Linked DNA regions of Sus scrofa: region 2 is linked to region 1. Evidence: chromatin contacts called from public promoter capture Hi-C data. All regions are on one chromosome and are shown on one strand. Each heading gives the region's core, a stretch centred on a gene start, on an enhancer-like site or on the middle of the called end of the contact. The rest is flanking DNA. Distances are from core to core; before and after follow the strand shown. Region 1 holds the start of LOC733637 (myosin regulatory light chain 2 protein). Region 2 overlaps LPIN2 (lipin 2).

Evidence for each region. Promoter capture Hi-C pulls out the DNA fragments that hold promoters and counts their contacts.
Region 2: a contact with region 1 is called in a promoter capture Hi-C map of liver, with 8 times the contacts expected there. The contact joins the enhancer-like site here to the promoter of LOC733637 in region 1. A contact is called at or near these places in 3 of 5 promoter capture datasets (fetal liver, fetal skeletal muscle and liver), 18 of 47 Hi-C or Micro-C datasets (alveolar macrophages, brain, embryonic fibroblasts and 10 more) and 2 of 2 datasets of contacts at active chromatin or transcription factors (alveolar macrophages and skeletal muscle).

What each region holds. Positions count from the first base shown.
Region 1 is chr6:103,421,577-103,427,977 of Sscrofa11.1, reverse strand. LOC733637 (myosin regulatory light chain 2 protein) reads left to right here and starts at 3,188. Exons shown (of 4, transcript NM_001244251.2): 1 at 3,188-3,313.
Region 2 is chr6:103,716,604-103,723,004 of Sscrofa11.1, reverse strand. LPIN2 (lipin 2) reads right to left here. Exons shown (of 19, transcript NM_001141987.1): 9 at 5,601-5,694; 10 at 5,147-5,216; 11 at 4,358-4,447; 12 at 3,545-3,627; 13 at 2,550-2,694; 14 at 1,292-1,440; 15 at 424-510. Among named protein-coding and RNA genes, the nearest start is that of LPIN2, 32 kb to the right of the region's middle. Within about 2 kb of position 4,069, at least 11 of the 83 cell types and tissues checked have an H3K27ac peak or open chromatin away from gene starts, as enhancers often do. A contact at or near this core is called in liver, where this site is marked.

The DNA.
Region 1 (6,401 bases), core at 1,939-4,438:
TAGATACCAGTCGCAGCTCCTTGGTTACAAAAATCAAAAATGTCTCAAGACATTGCCAAATGTTCCCTTGGCGGGGGAGAAGTCATCCCTGGTTGAGAACCTACACATTAGTGGATCATAAATTCACATATACTAAGTCTTGAGGAGCATTTTTAAAAGTTAAATGGCAAAAAATCAAAAAGAATACTCTAGAAAGTACTGCTTACTGATATAAGTTATGTGGGTTTGGGTCAAAAATTTGAAAGCTACTGTTGTATACTTAACAAAAACTTTCATATAAATGAACTCATGTAATCAGAAAATACCACAAAATAAGCAAGGTAGATATTACAAATCAGAAAATTGAGCCTCAGACCGGTTGAGTGACTTGCCTTCAGGGTTATTCAGTCTCTAAACTTTTAATGAGAAGATGAAAAGGAGATTGTCACCTCGGGGCAAAGATCTCCTGTAAAGTCCAAAAGGGCAGAGATACCAGAGTGAGAGGTCTTTGGTGGTGGGTCCAATCATTAAAATTGAATATCAAAACATAATTTGGAAATTTGAATACCATTTTATCAAGATTTTATTTTTCCTCACTGCTAAACTTTGCTACCCACAGTTAATTGGGGAATAAATAAACGAATGAATGAACATGGACCACACAATTCCTGCTAGTCTTCAATCAGCCAGCCCCCGCCCCCCCATCACTTCCAATCAGGCAAGTTGCTCTCATTAGCTGGAATCTTCCTCTCCTCTCCTCCCCACTGACTTCCAGAATCAGCTCTCAATAGTCCTCCGTGGGATTTTCTACAAGTCCCCAGAGAGGCTGATTTCCTCCTCTATGTTCCTTCTGTAAACCTTATCTAATTCTGCTGTAATGATCTGTTTCACGTTTGTTCCCTGACACTCCCTGTGCCTTTGGCACCCTTTCTACACCCTCCCCTGTCATCCCAGAGGTAGCAACTATTTTCTATTTCAAAAGCCATAAAAAGCACAGCACTCACCACAGTGCTTGGCAGTGTAGCTGCTGCTTAATACCTGTCAACTGAGTGGCAGACAGACGCAATGAGGAGAAAACTTAGCTGCCCCTTTCACCATATGGGACAGTTTTCTTTATGAAGGACAAAAGTGCAAGCCCCAGCGCCCCCTGGTGACAGGCCACCGCTCCGTGGAGGTGTGTGAGCACTGCAGGGTGCAGGATGCCAAGCCAGGCCCCAAGACCCATCATCTGCAGTCCCTGACCTGGGCATCTGGAATGTGTCACTGCCCCATCTTAGACTCTAAGCCATCTAGCTCTGAGTTCCCACCTTTGGTGATAAGAGTCGCTTAGGACCCCTGTTAAATTGACAGCTACCCAGAAGCTGCCCTAGATTTTTTTTTTTTTTTTAATTTTTGTCTTTTTAGGGCCACACTCGCGGTATACGGAGGTTCCCAGGCTAGGGGTCCAATCAGAGCTATAGCTGCTGGCCACAGACACAGCAACACCAAATCCTTAACCCACTGAGCGAGGGCAGAGATCAAACCCTCAACCTCATGGTTCCTAGTCAGATTCATAACCACTGAGCCATGACGGGAACTCCTGCTCTAGAAGATTCTGATTCAGCAGGTTCGAGATGGGAGTACCCAATATTTTGTATTTTTAGATAGTAGCCACCCCCTTCCAAAGGATTCTCACTATTAAAGCTGTTTAGTAAACTAATCATCTTTGTTTCAATTATTCTGGAGAATTAGGAGAGCTACTTATTTTTCAGTGACTTGGCCTCTAAGTGAACTTTGGAATATATTATTGGTTAAGAGACTGGTGTTCCCAAGGTTCAGCGGTTTAGAACCCAGCTAGTACTCATGAGGATGCAGGTTCATCCTGGCCCCCATTCAGTGGGTTAAGGGCCCTGCCTTGCCATGAGTTGTGGTGTAGCTCGGATGGCAGACGCATCTCGGATCTGGTGTGGCTGTGGCTGTGGTGTAGGCCAAGAGCTGCAGCTTCAATTTGACTCCTAGCCTGGGAACTTCCATCTGCTGCAGGTGCGGACCTAAAAAGACAAAAACAAAACAAAACAGAGGAAATGCTCCTGAGGTCTTTGAAGGTGTAGCTTAATCACATCCCGAGTGCATTACTCTGCAGCTTTTACCTTTCTTGTCAGCAGGGTGAGAGCGGCTTTCGAGGGGACCCCAAGCCTCAGAACTGCTCTGGCCTGGTGAGCCAGACCAGGCTCCCAAGCCCGGCTTTGGGGTGACCTGGAGTGTCATGGGCTCCAGCCCACTCCTTCGTCGCCGCACTTGCCAGACTGGACAGAGGAGGGCAGAATTGGGCGACGCAGTGTCTGAAGCTGTGTTGGGAAAGGAGAACTGAGAAACTATAGGCCAGACTTCTTACTCTTTTCACCAGGCACCCTGAGAGGCATGGGCGTGGTTAGGAAGCTCCACGCTGTGGGTCGCGGGTCTTCCCTCAGAGCCCGATGGAGACAGGTTCTCCCTGTTGTCGGGGACTCAAGAAGCTCCGGTGGGAAACAGAACCCCAAACTTTCTGAAGAGGGAATAAGTCTTCCGCCTGCCTTGGCCTGAGGAGATCCTTCTGGGGCAGAGATAGTGGCCGCTTCGCTGGGGGCCCCCGGGACTTCACAATGTTTGCTCCTGACGGAGGGGCGCGACCCTTTATAAAATAACATGGTACACAGAAATCAAATCTCTCGCCTAAAGGCCTCATCTTGAGGTACGCTAGCCGTGCTGGACCCTCAGGAGAACCAAAAACTCCCAGGTCAACCTGAGGCGAGCCCCAGGCGCAGGCGCAGGACTGCTCGGCGCCAGGGGCCGGGCACTCGGAGGCGGGGCGAAGGCCACTCACGTGAGCCGCGAAATATCTCCGCGATTTCCCTACAAGGACTTCGGCTGCCGAGCCCCGCCCCTAGCCGGGCTTTGGAATGTGCGGAGGGGCAAACCCACAGGAGAGACTCACCCATTTGCCAACAGAAAAGGGGGGAAAGAAAAGCTTACTTTGTAAAAGGGGGTATAAAAAAGACTAAAACTTAGTCATTAGTCCCAATGAACCATTTAACGTTTTTCTATGTGCTAGGCTGCCCAATTGATACTTTCTTGCAATGCAGTCGGTCAAAATTACGCCCTTGGAGCATACTGGCAACACCCCTGCCCCGTCGCCCTTCCGTTAACCCAGGCTCACAGTGTTAGCCCAGAATGGTGACTCGACTTCCTTCCGGTTCGCTAGGCGGAGGCCGGAAGTGTTGGATTGTAGCGGCTCTGGTATTGGAAGCGAGTTAGTAGCGGCAGCCGAGGCAGCGAGGGGGTACCCGAAGCAATCGGATTCTTGCGGCTGAGCAGGGTGAGTGGTGCTTGGGGCTCATTCTGGCCGCATACCCGTGGGGCGGCTGATGAGCAGCGGTGCTTCCGTGGTACCGGGAGCGCACCTGGGCAGATGTACCAGCCGCTTCGTGGGTTTCGAGCCCAAGGGCCAGCTCCAGTATCAAAAGCCGGGGGCCGGAAACGGCCCAGATGCCAATTTTGCCAGACTTGGAGGTCAGGAAATGTGGCTTAGCCTGCTGGCGCCGCGAGCTTGGGCGACAGCCGGCCTGGGAAACCCGAGCCCCGCGGATCTGACTCTGGGACTAAGTTTAGTTTCTAACGTAAACTTGCCGGATTCAAGAGTTTGCGCAAAAACTGTAGCCCATTGCCTCCCCCACCACCACTCCGGCGCACCTCCCCGCTGCAGCTGTTGTTGCAGCTGTGTGGCTACGTTTAGTTGGAATAACCACCTCAAATTAGCATCTTCCTCAGCTCAGTGTCCATTCTGTAATTAGAACTTTGTTTTAAGTGATATTTGGGCAAAGGGAGGTTTGGTGTTTAATTTGCGGCTTCAGAAAAATTCCATAATACACCACCACATTCCTTTTGGGTGGAGACTTGGGGTTATATCAGTTTCCCAAAGTGTTTCTTTTTATAGTAGTTGAATTGGTTTATCAAAGAGTATGTCAGTTCTTTACAGAACTTGGAGTAGAAATAAGCGTTCAGGTGAGATTTTAACTTCAGCGCACAAAGTTTTATATCTAAAGGTGAAGAAAGTGAGTATTTCTTAAAATTATTGCTGTTTGTTTCATGTTCTGGAAGGCATTCGATAAAACTTGACCAGAGAGCTTTTTATTTTCAAAAGTGAGGCTTTACTCTCAGTGAACCCCGACAAAGAATTGCCTTTGTCAAGTGCTGAGAACTTTTTGGGTGTGGCAGTCTAAGGGAACTGTTCCTACCTTTAACCGGAAGTTTGCAAAGGAATTGAAAACTTGGTTTAGTTGGAACGGAAGCACCACCCTGAAAATGTACTTTTAAAAAACTGTGGTTGGCACCAAAAAGTTATATATCTATTTAGCTTGGAAAAAGGTTTATTGTTTAAATGAGACAAATCAGTAGATTTGGTCTGGACTCGGAAAGCAGACACTGTGCTGTCGTACTAGGAGGTGTTTTCTGAAATGAGAGTTTTTCCTTAAAGAACATGTTTCCAGAATACTGGTCAATTTGAGTGTTCTGTAGTAGAAAAAGTCTTCAGCTCAGTTTACACTTATTACCACTATAAATGCTGGAATCTAGGATTCTAACTAGAGTAATATAGTGTAATGTTGATTAATTTGTAATGGGATTAATCCCATTTTACAAATGAAACCAGAGTATCTAGAAATTCTGAAAAAAATCTTCTGGTTGCCCTTGGTGTGAGGATCTTTATTTTCCATTTCTCCATCCCTTAAATCTAGTCTTAACACCCTAGTTTGTATACCTCCTTTTTGTCATAAGCCTGAATGATTATCTTGGTATTTGATCAAACTAAAAAAAAAAAGAAAAATCCAGAAATTCATTACCAGCAACACGCCCCTTCCCTGATTAAGGCAAGATTATATTCCATCACATCTGTAAACTGAACCTCCTTGACCATGAGATTGTGTTTCATTCACTTTCTCCGGCATCTGAAATCCTTATGTATTTCATAGAAGCTGCAAGTTTCATACAATATATAGCCCTTCATCCCAAAGTTCTTTCATTGTTCTTTCATTAAATGCTTAAGAAATACTCCAGTCTCCAATTTAGGATGAGTGAGGATCCTTGTAACTTGGAAGTCCCAAGTGCCTTTATGGCAAATCCTCCCGTCCTGCTTAAATTGATGTGTGAAATATCTTCAACTTTATTTTACCCTAACTTATGAGAGTTGTGAATTTGCTAAAGGCTTGTTACATGAAGAGAGTTTCAGTCTGACTTGTATGGGGAATGTAAAAATGGACAGCATACTAGAATCATAATTAGGAGAACAGTGACAGTATCTGTTGTAAGTGATCTGCTCCTTGGGATCATAGACAGCACTGCTCCTCATTTGGCTCCCTCTCCACCAGTGTTTATTCCACCCATGCTTTCAGTTTGGTGGAAAAATATCCACCCTGCCCATATTTTTGAATGATTGACTTCTGAAGTGAACTCCCTGTCAGGTTTCTGGCAGGAGATAAATTCATAGATCAGTGTCCACCCTCCTTGAAAAAGTCAGGGCCCATGTAGTGACTTGCCCAACATCACACTACCAGTTTTTGGTAGAATTACCTACCTTAATTTGTTAGAATTAAGACTAACATTTAAATCTTGTAATTCTAAAGAAATCTTGTAGCTTTTAGGGGTTTTCAGGGTCTCCTCACCCACCAAATCTTTTAGAAATAAAGACCTTTTCTGAACTCACAGTATTTGATAATTATGTACTACCATTGTGTTATTTATTTTTGTTATACATACTGTTAACTTGAGAGTAATACTTCTGGAATGAAAGCTGTGTGATGCATCTCATGAATCGAACCAATCATCTTATTTCTTTACAGTTACCTCCCTAAGTATATTTTAAGCTTCTTGAAGATAGGACACTTATCTTACATTTCTTAATTCTTAAGTAATAATCAATACTCATAACATTTGATGCATATGAGTGTAATTCTACTGATCGTATTAAAGACTGATGATTCAGTATTGAATGAGCTAAAGAAAAATTCTGTGAGACCCTTGTTGGTGCTGACCAAAAAAAAAAAAAACTTTATAACTTTAAGAAACTATCTTATAGGAGTTCTTGTGGCTCAGTGGAAACAAACCCAACTGTTACCCCTGAGAATGCAGGTTCGATCCCCAGCCTCAATCAGTGGGTTAAAGATCTGGCGTTGCTGTGAGCTGTAGTATAGATCATAGATGCGGCACGAATCCGGTATTTCTGTGGCTGTGGCATAGGCCGGCAGCTGCAGCTCCAGTTTGACCCCTGGCCTGGGAACTTCCATGTGCCACAAGTGGGGCCCTAAAAAGCAAAAAAAGCAAAAAAAAAAAAAAAAAGAGTATTTACAGATTTGAAGACTGCATGGTTAAAAGAAACGCTAATAGGAAATACATCAAAATTCAAAGGTGTT
Region 2 (6,401 bases), core at 2,820-5,319, 290 kb before region 1:
ATGGCACTACATTCTCACAAAAAGTACTGTGACGAGGACCCCAAGGTAAATTGTTTCCCCTCTGCATGTATTACTTACTTAAAAAAAAAAAAAAAAAAAAAAGAAAAATACTCAAAGAAGATAGGTTCTCTTGTTACATTAAAGCTATAAAACCTAATTATAGCTATAATCATAGATATTGTAGGTGCCTACAACGTGTACCACTGTGAGAATGAGATGACATATGCTGAAGATTTAACCACGCCAGGCACTCAGCTCATGTTCCATAGATGGTGGCTCACACTTTTCCCTGCAGGAGGCTCTAGGGAGTGGGAAAGAGCAGGAACAGCTGGACCGTGAACAGGATTTCTGTGCACTGGCTGATGAATGCTCTTTTTTTTTTACAGTCTTAAAGCAAAATTCTAGTGCAGTCAGGATACATACTCATTGATGGAGTGGTAGAGCTTGGCTATACCCTGATGAGTCCAGTCTTTACCCAGCTGTGGGAGAATCTGTCCCAAGGCATCAGACCTAAAGGGCAGAAATGGAAAAAGGCATCAGAAACACATCAAGTCAAGTGTTCTTCTATTTAAACACCAGCCGCTGGCAGCTGCCAGGTGGGCAGGGGTGCAGAGACAATCTGCAAAGGCGATTCAACTGGGCGGTGCAACAGTGAGGCAAGTACACTACCCAGGAGCTTCCAAGAGAGGAATCACACCCGAGAGCAGCTGTTCATTTTCAGAGAGAATTTATAACTACAGGTCCTCTTTTTCTCCTCCCTAATCTCAACAGCTTCTCTTTCTCTCACGTCAGAATTTGGAGATCTAGGAGTTCCCGTGGTGGCGCAGTGGTTAACGAATCCGACTAGGAACCATGAGGTTGCGGGTTCGGTCCCTGCCCTTGCTCAGCGGGTTAACGATCCGGCGTTGCCGTGAGCTGTGGTGTAGGTCGCAGACGCAGCTCGGATCCCGAGTTGCTGTGGCTCTGATGTAGGCCGGTGGCTACAGCTCCGATTCATCCCCTAGCCTGGGAACCTCCATATGCCGAGGGAGCGGCCCAAGAAATAGCAACAACAACAACAGCAGCAAAAAAAGACAAAAAAAAAAAAGAATTTGGAGATCTAGTGTCTCAGGTGTTCCAAAAGTTACTTCTGACATTACACTTGGATGACCCCACCCATCTCCTCCATCCTTAAAATGACTCTGTGTGGACGTACTCAGCATGTCTCGGGGCATATAGTTTAAAAACTCTTCCAATGGTGGACTTGCCCAGGTGAGGGACTCTCCTTGTCACCCCACAGGCTATCGCTTACTTGGTTATTGTTCCATCGATGTCGGAAATGATGACCTTGTCGTTCCAGTTCCATAGGTAAATGGTCCCTGCGCAGCGGCAGGTGCCTTGATACTGGGTTGTAATACTAAACACAACATCATTTGGGCCGTCCTGGAGCTTCAGTTTTGCCTTTTATAAAAAGTATAAGAATAAACAAAATCAGAGGGAACGTTTTGAGTATTAATGGCATATGACTTTGATGGAATCACACAACTGAGTCATTTTCCAAGAACATGCGGTGAGAGAGACTGCTTAAAACACAATATAAGTGGAAAAGGATCCTAATCAGTAAAATATATAAATGTGTGTGTGTGAAAACACATAAAGAATGGAAAGAAGAAGTTCCTATCTTGGCTCAGTGGAAATGAATCTGACTAGTATCCATGAGGATGCAGGTTCGATCCCTGGCCTTGTTGAGTGGGTTTTAAGGATCCGGCGTTGCCATGAGCTGTAGTATAGGGTCGCAGACGCGGCTCGGATCTGGTGTTGCTGTGGCTGTGGTGTAGGCCAATGGCTAGAGTTCCGATTTAACCCCTAGCCTGGGAACTTCCATATGCCGTGGGTGCAACCCTAAAAAGACCAAAAAAAAAAAAAAAAAAAAAAAGAATGGAAAGAAATACATAAAGACAATAACTTAAAAAAAACCCAGAAAATCAGCTGAAAAATACTTTGGAATAGACTCAGAACACTCACAAAACCACCAGCAGCATCTGAGGACCAAAGCTCAAGGCAGTACAAGCGTTCCGTGGCTCCAGGAACTGGGCTGGAGGGCTGCGGCCCAAACCCCCAAAACACAAGCCCCAGCCCCACCTCTACCTGGGGCTTCCCTAGGCCACAGCCGGGCCACTTCATACTGAAAACGACTGAAGTCAGGGTGTGGGAACTGCATCTAATAAGAAAATGTCATTCTCTATGGCTGTGGCTTCTAGGAGGTGGTGTGGCCCAGTGTGTGTAAGGTTCATCCAGAAAACAGGGTGAGAATACAGGTTCGCTGGTTCCCTCCCAGAGGCTGAGGTGGGAGGCCTGGTGTGAAGGTGCAGGAAGCCCCGGTTCCCCAGGTCATGTTGGTGGTCCTGGGAGTGGGATGCTGTTCTCTCATATGTGTGTGAGCAAGGCCACGGCCACACACCATGCAATGTGTGTAAGGCCTGGGGTCCAGTGGACAGAAAAGGAAGCAGGTTGAGTTAAATAGTTCCTGAGTTACCTCAACCGGACCCACACGCTCACACACAACTCACGATCTGGTCTGAGGAAAGACGAAGAGACTTCTTGTAGGAGGTCGTGCTGCTGTGGCTCGGGGGCTCCTCAGTGACAGGGTCCACCTTGATGGACTCTTCGAGCTCCTGTGACCCCTCATCACTGGACGAGTCGTCCTCGGCCGGCCTGTTCAACAACCCAGTTAATGAAGAGGCAGAGGGACATTTTACGGACGACAGCTTTTCATTTGGGATCAAGAAGGAGATCCGAAATCCACTCTAGGAAGAGCTGCAACCAAGGCCCGTCTCCACACCTGCAGGTCCCTCCTCCCTCCATGCCTGGCCCGTTGCATACACCCCGTGACAGCTACTAGTCTGCTGGCTCTTGCTGAAAAGGATGTACGTTCCAAAACGTATAAATTATAGAAAATATGAATGTTCACACTGATTAAGAAATGAACAAGGACGATTTTAAAAGAAGAGGGCAAAGAGCAAGAAGATGAATCTAAGACTGAGGGAATGGGAAGGGAAAAAAAGAACATGACTGGGAAGGAACTCAGGGGGCAGAAACAAGAACGGGGTATGTGGCAGCACCTCCCCGGGGCCCCCATGTGGCTCTGTGCCTTCCAGGGAGTGGGAGAGACCCACACTGATCAGAGATTCTGTCACACCTACCACTGCGACTCACAGCCGGCAGGGGCATGCGATGGTGCATCTCTGGTTCCCCTAGATGTCTGTCCCTTCCCAAGGCCTCCTTCTCATGGGCGCCCGCCCCATTCCAGGGCTCCAGGATGGGAGCAAGGTGTGCAAGAAGAGGGCATGAATGTATTTACTCTAAGCTGATGGTATTTTTAAAGAAAAGCACAAGTTATTATCTGCTAACTGAGCAGCACAATGAAGCCACTGATTGTCATATACGTCCATAGGAAGGAGGCACTTCTGACTAAGAATTAAGCAAAACTGTCAGAATCAACTTGACTGCAATGCCAAAGCACGGGTGGCCAACTGCTGAGAGCTGGGGGACTGGGCGCCCTCACCTGCCGCTGGCCGGCTCCTTCACGCTCGATGGCAGGTCGCTGGGTGGCGGCACCTCAGATTTCCCTTCCTTGGCTTCTGGCAGCTAGGACAGCAAAACGATAATGACAACATGCAATATTCCCCCTCCTAGGTGACAAGCAGAAATTCACCAGGAGCTCGCTCCAGGAATGAGCAAAACTGCCTCTGAATGCACAACTTAAAAGCCCATAAGAAACAGACTTTCTCTAGTTTGAGCCAAAGGCCAGAAACCTGAGAGAGGAGTCATATGCTGTTGGCATAAAAAGCTACCACCACAGAGTCAGAGGTAAGATCTGTTAAGAAGCTGCAGCAGCTCAAGTCACACGGTATCATACAACTGGCGCAGACCCTGTGGCTCTGCAACAGCGACGAGGAGCCCTCCTCCTCGTGAGAGGGAGAGGGCCAGCCCTGCCTTCTATGTGGAAGGGACAGCAGTGCAGGGGAAAGGGCACAGGCTCTGGACTGGACTGAAGGTCAAAGTCCAGCTCCATCCCTCACCAGTTAAGTGCCTAGTCAAGGTACGTCACCTCCTCACATTCCAGTTTCCTTACCTGTAAAACAGGAATGCACACACCCACACTGTCAGGCTGTAGTGTAGGTGAAAGGTCATGCATCTAAAGCACCTAGCAGCACACCTGCATAGGTTAACTGTCCATAAGTGGTGACATTTATTATTCTAAGAGTGTGTTATATAGCCCAAATTGACGTTCTTGTGCTTGGCAAAAAGGTTTTTTGAATAAATGAAAGATTCGCGTCTTTTCAGCCCGTGGACAGGATTACCTCGGGTCGGTTACCTGTTTGGTAATGCTCTCTCTCTTACGCCAAAACCACCAGCGACCAGATTTCTTTGGCATCTTATCTTTGACCCAGGACTCCACTGTGGCCTGGAAACAATCAACATGGGTTAGTCTAGCCACCTGTCTGTCACAAAGCACTGGACTACGTTCTGCCACTAAGCCAGAGGATGGTGCCCTAACACTGAACAGAGGCAATGCTCTCCACACCTCCTGAACTCCGGACAGACGGACAGTGGCCTCTTTGGTGGCAGCTCTATGGCATGAGACCAGCAGTCTGGCTGTGGAGCAGTAGCCCGGAGAGGCTGGCAGGTGGGCTGCTCACTTCTCCACCCTCGGGAACGAGTTATGAGGCCCCACTAGGTTGAGGATGTGTCCCTGGTGGACAAGACTCCAGCAAACCTTGAGGTTCCATGTAACAGGCCTCTTGGCCACAGCCTGAACTAATCACACTCATGCCTCTGGGGCTGCATCACTCTCTTTCTATGTTAACAGAGGAGGTGTTTTCATTCATTCTATACTTAATTAAAAATTAGTAAAATCTTTCAACCTTTTCAACAATCAGAAACTGGTAAAATATCTAAGTAAAAACTACAAAGAAATGGCAGCCCAGCTAATTTCATAGATTTGGAGTCATGAGATAATCTGAGTGATGATATTAATTTTAAAATATAAATAAAACTCCGAACAGTACCCAGTTTAGAAATAAGCACATGTGGATTTTTCTAAGCGCCCCAACAAGCTATGGATACTATCTCTGAGGAGGCAATGCTTGGAGGAAGGTCTCACCTTAGGTAAGCTCTTCTGAAAGACCTGCAAGCTGAGGATCATGGGAGCAGCCAACGCCCAGTTATAGTAACTGTGAGATAAAAATCGTGCAAGACCATTACACAGAGCAAGGAGAGGGCGGAAGAGGGAAGATTAAAAACACCATATACAATTCCCCATTCTTCTCAATGAAGGGCTGATCGGCTAAATTTCTTGCCACATAAGGAATCTTTGCTTCAAGCCAAACTTCTGAGCAGATGTAGTAAAACCTCTAAGAAAAAGCATTCTAACACCTCATTTGAAAATAAAGCTGAGGCTTCACCTTCAGTCACCTTAAGGTCACTGCCTGTTAGCTCATTTGTATGAAATGGCATATTTTACAGTGAGAAAGACTGCAACAGTTAAAAACAGCAATTGGAAGTATTGCTGTTTACCCGCAAGAGTATTAAACAATTATAAAAGCAAGAGTGTTTACCGGTTATATATCCGTATGACAAGATTGGGATTGTCTATAAGTCCAGGGTTTTCTGCAAATTCATGGTAAGTGATGATATGCTCCATGAATTTTTCTGCAATATAAGATAATAATTATCCACTTGGTTAGAGATCACCCAAACACGTCTGAGACTATCACAATACTTTCCACACTAAAGGACTAACAGTAAGATTAAAAAAAAGTTCTTAAAACAAAAAACCAACAACTAACTTTGCTATGTGCATCAAAAGCAAAACATCAGGTACTTGTTTGTTTTTTCTCTCCAGGACAAGAAAACACTTCTCTTCTACCTCTTCCACCACTCCTACCCTAGGTGGAAAAAACTAAAAACCAAAAACTAACCAACCAACTAACCAACCAACCAGAAAACAACAAAAAACCAGGAGGAAGGGATAAGCCAGGGACTTTTAGGAAAGTAGATTACAGATGTGGCCGCACACACTCAACTCCATGATCAACAAAACCTTCGAGTTGCCCCCCCCCCGCCCCTCCTTTTTTTTTTTTGGCTTCTAAGGGCTGTACCCTCAGCATATGGAAGTTCCCAAGCGAGGGGTCGAATTGGAGCTACAGCTTACAGGCCTACGTGACAGCCACAGCAACTCATGATCCAAGCCTCGTCTACAACCTAGACCACAGCTCATGGCAACACCAGATCCTTAACCCACTGAGTGAGGCCAGGGATCAAACCCACATCCACATGGATGCTAGTCAGGTTTGTTAACCGCTGAGCCATGAAGGGAACTCTGCGAGTTTCACTCTTATAAGAGGAGATATTCTGCC